Regions from separate parts of the Mus musculus genome. Here regions 1 and 3 are each linked to region 2. The links are chromatin contacts, called in public HiChIP or PLAC-seq and promoter capture Hi-C maps. All regions are on one chromosome and are shown on one strand. The core of a region is the stretch at or near the end of the contact, and the rest is flanking DNA. Distances in the headings are between cores, read along the strand shown. Region 1 holds the start of Srrm4 (serine/arginine repetitive matrix 4). Region 2 overlaps Tmem233 (transmembrane protein 233). Region 3 has its middle 12 kb from the start of Gm29843.

Evidence for each region. Promoter capture Hi-C pulls out the DNA fragments that hold promoters and counts their contacts. HiChIP or PLAC-seq counts read pairs in DNA pulled down with a chosen protein or histone mark.
Region 1: a contact with region 2 is called in a promoter capture Hi-C map of embryonic stem cells, with 5 times the contacts expected there. The contact joins the promoter of Srrm4 here to the enhancer-like site in region 2. A contact is called at or near these places in 4 of 39 promoter capture datasets (embryonic stem cells and stem cell-derived epiblast-like cells) and 5 of 115 datasets of contacts at active chromatin or transcription factors (VIP interneurons, embryonic forebrain, embryonic stem cells and 1 more).
Region 3: a contact with region 2 is called in an H3K27ac HiChIP or PLAC-seq map of embryonic stem cells, with 4 times the contacts expected there. The contact joins two enhancer-like sites. A contact is called at or near these places in 1 of 115 datasets of contacts at active chromatin or transcription factors (embryonic stem cells) and 1 of 9 other capture datasets (embryonic stem cells).

What each region holds. Positions count from the first base shown.
Region 1 is chr5:116,590,188-116,593,541 of GRCm38.p6, reverse strand. It overlaps Srrm4 (serine/arginine repetitive matrix 4), which reads left to right and starts at 1,725. Exons shown (of 13, transcript NM_026886.3): 1 at 1,725-2,208. The coding sequence starts at 2,078.
Region 2 is chr5:116,051,626-116,054,738 of GRCm38.p6, reverse strand. All of the region lies in intron 1 of Tmem233 (transmembrane protein 233), which reads left to right. Among named protein-coding and RNA genes, the nearest start is that of Gm13842, 24 kb to the right of the region's middle. Within about 2 kb of position 1,633, at least 7 of the 459 cell types and tissues checked have an H3K27ac peak or open chromatin away from gene starts, as enhancers often do. A contact at or near this core is called in embryonic stem cells, where this site is marked.
Region 3 is chr5:116,789,208-116,792,230 of GRCm38.p6, reverse strand. No RefSeq gene overlaps it. Among named protein-coding and RNA genes, the nearest start is that of Gm29843, 12 kb to the left of the region's middle. Within about 2 kb of position 1,735, at least 7 of the 459 cell types and tissues checked have an H3K27ac peak or open chromatin away from gene starts, as enhancers often do. A contact at or near this core is called in embryonic stem cells, where this site is marked.

The DNA.
Region 1 (3,354 bases), core at 476-2,975, 540 kb before region 2:
TCTCTCTTTAAATAGTCAAGGCTAAGAGGGAAGACAGCTCGATGGCTTTTAAAGTGACAGCCATCCAAGGGTTGCTAGGTCCTAGACGCAATCTAAGAATGAGGAATTTGAATGCAGGGGATCAGGACATGGAAAGTTCACTCCCTGGTTTACTTTCCTCTGTCCTCAAGTCTCCCAGCCCCAACCCCATCCCACCTCCTAATCTCTGCTACTCCCTTTAAAAGCCAACAAAATGCACTTCTAGTTACTGACCAGAAGGGGTCACTGCGGAGTGAGCGCTTGGCGCTCCTAAACCGGTACACAGCCATCACACACAGCCATCACACACAAACTCCTCCTGTAGCCTCTTCCAGGCCAACGCTCACTCCTTGTTCCTGTGTCCCGGCTTCTCTTGCCCCATCCTGTCCTCCTCTCCCCTACTCTGCTCCCCCCTCCGTGTACCTCCTATTCTCTTACAAAGGACTTACTTACAAAGTTCGCACTGATGTTGGGGGTGGGGGTGGGGGTGTCTTCGCTCCCCACTGCTACTAGGTCAACAAAAATTAGAGAATTTTTTCTGCCTTCAGGGTGGAACCCGGTGTCAGTGCTTGGAGGTTTGTAAGACTTAGCAGAAGCTCCTTGTAGGAGTTTCACTTTTAAACCCTGGCGGTAGGTGAAACTCCCAAGTATTAAAAGGCTCCAGAGGAGAAATGGGCTGGGGAAATCTCACTAAGATATCTTCCCTAAGAAGACCCTTACGGCAAAACGGGGAGACATTGTTGTCTACTGCCTGCGCATCTGGAGTTTGAGATTCTGAGTCTCTGCTGGGACTGGGAGAGTAGGGGGGAGGAAGAAGATGGAAAGACCAAAAAGTTACTTGTAATCCTCGGAAGCCCTCCCCCCCCTTCCCCCCTCAGTCTTTCTTTGCCAAATCGGACTGTTGTTTCACACCCAGGCTGCGGGTTCTCAGGGGGGTGGGGGAGGGGTGTTCTTTTGGAGGGCTTTGGCAGCGGGGACGCGAAGCAGGCCGGCTGCGAGGCACAAAAGAGATATCCTTTATAGCGCCGCAAGCACAGATGTGACGCTGCGCCCCTCTGCGGGTGGGGGCCGGCTCGACAGATGGCGAGAAACCGCGCTGGTGACGGATTGTCCGTCAAATGGCATTTTCGGGGTGGGGGGGTGGAAGAGCCCCCCAGGCGTAAAGAAAATCATAGGGGCACCCACACACACACACTTTGCAGACCTCGGCAGTCCATCCCAGAAGTGGGGTGGGTGAAGGCAGGTTGGCGTGGGTGGATAGGTGGGGCATTTTTTAGTAGCTCCCTCAATGGAAGATGCTCCCCAAGTCTTGCAAAAGGATAGGGAGGTGGCCCAGGCCCGGGAGTGCGCATGTAAGGGTTGAGGGGAAGGCCTGCGACGATGGAGGAAGGGTGAGGGCTAAGAGAAAGAATCTCCTTTTTGATTCTGTTTGAGGTGTTGGGGTCGCTTCTCAGAGGGGTCAGAGTCGCAACTCTGTGGCCACGGGGCCTTAGAGACAAGCGCTCGCCCCTCCCTTTCTCCTCCTCAGACCTGCGGGCTTTTGTTATGCAGATGGCGGCGGGAGGCTGAGCCAGAGAAGGAGGGGTTGCTGGGGAAGGAGGAGACGGAGAAGGGGAGGGAGGAAAGTACAGCTCGCGCGACCAGCCTCCCCTTCCAACGTCACATTGTGCAAGAGACAAAACCCGGGCGCGCCGGAGCTCACACGCGCACGCACGGCAGACGCCCCGGTCGCCTCCTCTCTGTTCTCTGCGCGGTAGAGAAAGCCGGCTAGCTTTGCTTCGCCGAAGACACGGAGCTCAGCCTGCTCCCAGCGCAGCTCAGAGCCAAGCCAAGAGGTGAACCCAGCCGGGGAACCACCTTCTTTCTCCGCTGCCTGCCTAACCCGAGACGTCCCGTTCTATCCCATCCCCCGCCCTGAACTCCGATCTCTCCCCACCCCACCCCTTGGGGGTTTCACGCGGACAGCGCCCCGGAGCCCAGGGCGTGTCATCGGGTTTGTAATCCACGTTTCAGCACTTCGGACAGCGCCCCAGGCTCCCGGGCTCCTTGGGCTTTCAGGATGGCTAGCCTGCAGCAGGGCGAGAAACAGCTGTTTGAGAAGTTCTGGAAAGGGACCTTCAAAGCAGTGGCCACTCCGCGTCCCGAGAGCATCATCGTCGCCAGTATCACAGCCCGCAAGCCGATGCCAAGGTAATGACCTCGTTCATGAGTTAGGGACACTGGGAGGTCCCCCCCCCTTTTCTTGCCTGTGCCCCAGAATCTTGACGGGTGGACGCAGGCAACTGGAACAGGGTGTCTGGACTAAGCCCGTCGTACCCGGTATCTCACGCCGGAACATGAGAAATTATCGCTTGTGTAAGGGAGAGGCTGTTGAAAAGGGACAGGAATTTTTTGACGGGGAACAACACTCCTACAGACTCCGCACCTCCTATGCAAACCCCCTTGCTTTCTTAGGGTGGGCGGTGTGGCTCGGGGTACGTACTTGACTGAAAACTTTTCGAGCTATCGCCAAGTGCATAGGTCAGGGGAGCAAAGCAGTGGTGGATTTGAGGTGTCAGGGGATGCTGTACAAGACATGAACTCAGCTCAGCCAGTGTTCAATACAAGCATTCTAACCCTTGGCCCAGAAACTAGCGGGTCTCTGAACATTTCAACAAAAGCCCATATGCTATTCCCTCAGATACGCTCGCTCCAAGCAGCACCCTCCTCCGTGTCTTAGCCTAAGCTGCTGCTCGTGTTGAATTCTTTCTTTTTCAGCACCCAAAACCAAAACTCTAAAGCTCAAAGTCAGCATGAAGATAATACTGAAAGTTTTACTTTATTTTATTTTTTAAGGATCTGGTGGCTTTGAACTTTGGAATGAGTTGGGGTGCTGGAGCAGTAGTTAAAAAAAAAGACAGGAGGGGAGAGGATGGGAAGAAATACAAAGGCAGGAGAAAAAGAAGACAAGAGGGGGTTGAGGGGGCACAGAGCCTTCCACAGCAGAGAAATACCCAATATTTTCCTAGATCGTTAGATTCAGAAGTCTTTGAGAGGGCTGTGCCCTCTGTCAGAGAAAATCAAGGCTGTATAAAAACTCATCTTTTGCTGCTGCTGGCTGAGCGGTTCTGAGAGTTAAAGGGACGATCTGGGGGGGGGGGCGCTCGCAGGATTGATTAATCCTGGCAGGCTGCATTAGGGACTAGATGGAAAACATGTCTGGGAAAAGAGCCTCTGACAGATGCCTCATCCAGCTCCAACTAACTCTGAACTTCCCAGCAAGTGTGGGGTCGACGAAGGCTGACTGGAGAAATAGATCCGAGAAGAGTAAGCCCACATCCAGGAACTTTTCTTTGT
Region 2 (3,113 bases), core at 384-2,883:
TTATAAACCATGCACTTTTCTCTAACACTCGTTTCTACAACTTTGATCTGTCCCATCTGCCAAGAGCCCCTGAGAATGACACTTACCTGAAAGAAAAAAATAACTACAGCCAGGGTAGGAAGCACTTGTCCAAAATGTCTGAGTCCCTGAGCCACACCACCGCACTGGAGTGGGCCCGAGGATCCCTCCCACCGTCCCCAGCTCCCATTGTTAAATGTCTAGATGGGAGTGTCTAGCACTCGGTGCCCTCTACCCCTTGCTGTCTGAGGAGGTTGGGGAAACTTGGAGTACAAGGGTCCGACTTGTACAGAGGTAGGCCATTAGAGATGGGCCTCGGAGGATCTCTGCTCCACCTCTAGTTCTTGGTCCCTTTCTCTCTGTTTCTGATCCTTGTCCTAACGTGAACAAGCTAACCACCGCGGATCTCCTGCAGCCTCAGACAGACAGTAAACCCCTCCTCCTCCTTGACGCTATCTTTGTCAGGTGCTTTGTCCCAGCTATGAACAAAGTAACTCTTACATGACCCTTAGGCTGGCCCCATAGCAGAAGTCCCTTAGCCTGGAATCTTGAGTCTCTTCTGCCCTGATCCCTGCCCAATATCTTTATGTTCACCTAGCAGTCTTACCAGGGAGAGCCTTCTCCAAGAGGCAAGAGGGGAAATGAAGGCAGAGCTAAGTCCTATATACAGAGAAAAAAATTCTCCTTGGCATTGAAAGAGTTATTTTTTTTTAACTGTCTCAAGCCTTCAGGATCTCTCTCATGAATCTTGGGGAGAGGGTGGTACCCAAGGAGGAGGAGAGTCACACGCAGGGTGCCAGGCTGTCTGATGGTGACGAAGGATGTATCCGTAGCTGGTACTCAAACCCCTTAGCCAGGTGGTCATTGTGGCTTTGCTGACCTGACCCAAACAAGCCGAATAGCCCAGAGGCCCCCATCTCTTCCCTGAGCCCCCATCTCTCCCCTGAACCTCTATCTCTCCCCTGAGTCCCCCATCTCTCCCCTGAGCCCCCACTCTCTCCTAAGCCCCCATCTCTCCCCTGAACCCCCATCTCTCCCCTGAGCCCCCATCTCTCCCCCATCTCTCCCCTGAGCCTCCCCTGAGCCCCCATCTCTCCCCCATCTCTCCCCTGAGCCTCCCCTGAGCCCCCATCTCTCCCTTGAGCCCCCACTCTCTCCTGAGCCCCCACCCACTCTCTCCTGAGCCCACAGGCGATGCCCTGACGATAGGTTTGCCTTCCAGTGTAACCCAGGCTGGTTATCCTCCCTACTTATTTGGTCACTGCTATTGGAGAGCAAAAGCTTTTCTTGCCCAGACAGTCAAGAGTTAACCCTGTTGGAGGATCTCATTATTTCTCCTCTTCTTGCTCAAGTCTTCATGACTGCTGATCTCGAAGACATTTTCCAAGGACGCACAAAAGAATGATCATTTGTCTGTCAGGGGTGGAGGGTCTGAATCTTCCTAACTCTACGCGAGATCACAAGGTCGGAATTTGGATTCCTAATGCTCCTTGCAGTGACTTTGACTGTGAAGAATCTAAAACACCTGTCTGAACCTGGGTCCTCAGGATCACGCCCCGGCACACCCAAAGACCCCACGGTTACAATACCAGAGGAGGCTGGGGTTGCAGCCAATTCACAGGAAAAGCAGTGTCCAATTCACGTGTTAATTCCTTGAATCGTCTGTGTGAAGCTGCTTCCACTACTACCTCCAATTCTCAGACAGGGACAATGAGCCTTGGAAAGGTTGGCTGCTCCTGTACCTATCCCAGCTGCTCAAATAGAATCTGACCCATGAGATGAGCTAGATCTTGTGCTTTCTCAACTAGATCCCAGGTGGGCTGGAGCTGGCTAGAACCAAGGACTAACCTGAAGTCCTGATCCCAGGCCTCTCTGCCTCTGCCGCCCCACCCCCACCCCCAATCTTAGGTGGCTCTTGGGGGATTAAAGGAGAAGGACCAAGGCTCCCTGGGTAGCTTTTCTCATTGTTGCAACATTTTAACAGCCTGAGAAGCTACATCTGGGTGTTCCAGTTAAAAGACAGTCTTGGCGGGGCTGGAGAGATGGCTCAGCGGTTAAGAGTGTGCGGGGCAGTGGTGGTGCACTCAGCACTTGGGAGGTGAAGGCAGAGGCAGACGGATTTCTGAGTTCGAGGCCAGCCTGGTCTACAGAGTGAGTTCCAGGACAACCAGAGCTACACAGAGAAACCCTGTCTTGAAAAACCACAAAAAAAAAAAAAAAAAGAGTGGTTAAGAGCACTGACTTCCGCATAGAAATGAATAATTGAGCCAAAGTTCTTAATGTGTGAATGACTGGATGTTTTCTGTAAATAACCAACCAGCAGATAGCTTGGGCTTGACAAACGCTATAACCTTTGTCCCAAGTCCCTAACGCTGTCACTGTAGCACAAAAGCAGTCACAAGCGATTACAAACAAATGAATTTGTGTCCGATCCAAATGAGCTATGCAAAAGCAGGGCCCCAGCTGGCCTGGGCTGTGGGACATACTTTGCAATGACTGCATTTGACAGGGCCATGTCCTGCATGTCTTGACAGGGCATGTCTACAGATATGTATCTGCGGGGTTAGATATGCATTAAGTATCTTCCACTTGGCAAGTGTGGCCATGGAAGCCAATATACTGGGCTGAAAGAGAGAGGCCAACATCACCACTCATACAGTCTCTGTATGGGGGGGTGGGGGTATGGTAAGTAGGAAATACAGAAGCCTTGGACTGAGGAAAGGCTTCCTGAGGACAGATGATAACAATGCTTTCTCGACAGCCTGACACTGAGATGAGCAGTCTCCAATGGCTCCTTAAGAGTGGTTCTAGCCCGGCAGTGGTGGCGCATGCCTTTAATCCCAGCACTTGGGAGGCAGAGGCAGGCAGATTTCTGAGTTTGAGGCCAGCCTGGTCTACAGAGTGAGTTTCAGGACAGCCAGGGCTACACAGAGAAACCCTGACTAAAAAAAAAAAAAAAAAAAAAAAAAAAAGTGGCTCTATGGGGCTGGAGAGATGGTTCAGTGGTTGAGAGCACTGACTGCTCTTCCAGAGGTCCTGAGTTCAATTCCCAGCAACCACATGGTGGCTCACAACCATCTGTAATGGGATCCAAT
Region 3 (3,023 bases), core at 486-2,985, 740 kb before region 2:
CTGGGATGGGACCAGCTACTTCAAGCTCCTGCCTTCACCTCCCTGCAATGACAGACTGCAGTCTGGAATCATGAGCTGAAATAAACTCTCACCTGAGTCACTTTTTGTTAGAGTATTATATATACAGCCATCAGAAACGAAACTGGAATAATTATCTTTATTTCTTGATGATAGAAAGCCCTGCTGTGGTGTGTCTTACCAATGCCTCCAGGGGTTGTCTCTGCAGAAGTGGATATCACAAGCCTGAGCTCACAGAGCCGATGGTGACCATTTCCTAACCGAATTCAGTGGCTGGCACGCTCCTCTCCTGGTACATTAGTCTTACTCTGTCTCCAGGCTCTGGCAGAACTCTCTCTGAGGCTTCATTGTTCTGTCCACGAATCCCAGAGTTTGGGAGTGGATTCTTCCAGCTGCCATTAAGGAAGGTAAGAGAGGGCACCTGGAGTCTGCATTTCTCAGGGACCCAGCAGGAAACAGGTGGCACATCCAAAAGAGATACTGAGATGACTTTGACGAACTAGTTACAGGGGGTGGTGGATTGGGTGTGAAGAGAGTGGGGAGGGATGATAAAGCATAAAGGGCCTCCACCAGGGATGTTAGGGGGCGCAGCTGGCAATACCATGGTGTGGCTTTTTCTGTGAAGACACTAACCAATGTCTATTCACTCCAGGTAGGAAACCAATGGAAAGAAGAAAGGTCTCCACAAAGCGTTTTTAGTGAGTGTTACTAGAATAACTTAGAAACACAAGGACTTGGAGGCAGCAGCCCTTCTGAGAAGCCTACCCCAGCACTAATGCTCAAAGGCCCGCCAGTCATTTCCAGTGACGACCTATAACCAGTGTAGGATAGAAGCTACAGATGAGTGGCCCAGGTGTAGCTGAAGGAGCTTTGAACAGACAAGGCAGGCATGCAAAGAAGTTGAGATGTAGAAGATGCTTCTTCATCCAAATCTTTCATCTTTGATCTCCTTAGAATTGGGGGTGGGTGGGGCAAAGATAGATATGGTGTTATAATGTAATGGCAGTCTTGTCTGCCTCAAGGAGAGAGAGGTCGGAACTCAGAACTACACAATGCGGTTTATACTAAAGTGTGAATAATTAACTTTGCTCTTGCCTCACCATGGAGATGCTAGATCCTAGAACAGTGAGACCAGCTAGATGAAAATAAAGGGGCATTCATGGTGAAGGATACAAAGAGGTTCTACAGCAAACAGTAAGGGCTGGACCCCGAGGGGCTTCGGAGAACTCAGCCACGCTCGCTTTCCATCTTCAAGGGCATTCAGGAGAAATTTCCGGGGAGTGACTCTCATCCACTCTCTGAGCCCTGATCTTGAGACAGCCTTACAGTTTTCACGTAAGGAAACAGGGAGATGAGACGCTATGGAGGCATCAAGACCCAACCAGGCTGGAGGATACTGACTTGGGTACTGTGATGGTTAGGGTCGGTCATCAACTTGATAAGATCTGGAATTGTCCAGGAGGAAGGAGACAAAGCCTCTAGGCAAAGCCGTGAGGGATCAGGTGATCTCTCTGGACACTCCCATTCATTGAGATGGAAAGGTCCTCCCCTAAATGTGTGTGGTCCCATTTTACTGGCTGTGGTCCAGGGCTGAATAAAAAGGAGAAAGCGAGTTGAGTGTAAACATTCGTCTCGATTCTGCTTCCTGCCTGGGCTGCTGCACACTCCTTTCTCTGGGAGCTCATCAGGATGAGCCCTACCCTCAATCTGCAAGCCAAAATAAACGCAGCCGCCTCCCTTTCATTTCAGTCATCTCTTTTTTTTTCCCCAGGCACTTCGTTGAACAACTGGAAGAGTAAGGAAGGCATTTGGATTGGCATAAAATCATAAGATATCTCGGAACTTCCTTGCACTCCACATCCGACTCCTCTGTCATTAATATCTTATTACTTAGTATTCTTCACTCCTGAACCAATATTGGCACATGCTTATTAACTCAACGTCACAGCCCGTTTGGGTTTTGACAGGTTTGGCCTGATGTCGTTTCCCAGGCTGGGATCTTTGGATACACAAACCATGCTCACTTGCTCACTCTTTAGACTCCTCCCAGCTCTGTTTGTTCCTTAGACTTCCAGGTTGCTCCTGACCTTGGCCATCCTCAGGGGGGCGGGAGGTGGGGGGAGCGCTATTCAAGTGTTTATGGAATGCCCAGCGATTGGGGTTGGTCTGACATTTCTCTCATGATGGCGTGGTGCAGTGTGGTTGGGGAGAGCGTCCCCAAGGTCAAATGCCATGTCAAGGGTTTGAGGTATCGGAATGATTGATGACTGCCGGGGCTGTACTCGGTCACCTGACTCAGATGGTTGTTGGCTCTCTGCTGTAAATCACCTTTTCTCTCTACTTCCACACTGTGCGCGCTTTTTTCTTTTCTTTTCTTTTTTCTTTTAAAAGATTTCCAGTACATTTAAAGAGTGTTGTGTGCTTCCCATCTTTGATGACAAAAATAAATCTACCCGTGTGGTTCAACTTCCTCAGATTTTATTCCATTATGATTAATGCACATTACATTAATGAACACGATCCATTCTCAAAAGTCCACACACCATGGTATTATGCAGGCATAGTATCAAGTTCTGCTTATCCTTCTAATCCAGTTTTCTGGTGATGGATTCCCCTCCCCCCAGCTTTCCTGACCCTGACCTTTGAAAGCTAAGAAGGGCTATATGGTGCAGGCTAGACCCATACAGTATAGGGCAAGCTCTAGCTTCAGAAGCTTTCATTCCCAAAGAGCATCAATTGGGCTGGGAGAAATCCGTTGTAGAAGCAAGGTATTTACAGTAGGCTGTTTGAGAGGATCAGAAGCAATTAGCAAGACCACTAGGCTGCTTGAGTCCAGAACTGATCATGCCAACGACTGACAGTTGTTCCTGGCAACTGTAATGGGAAACCTGGGAGACCCAGCAGGGCTCAGAAAGGGCCCTATTGGGGAGGCACCTCTCAGCTCTTAGATTAAACCCTCTTGGAGTTGTAGACAAAGCCTCAGACTTGAACTCCACATAAGGAGA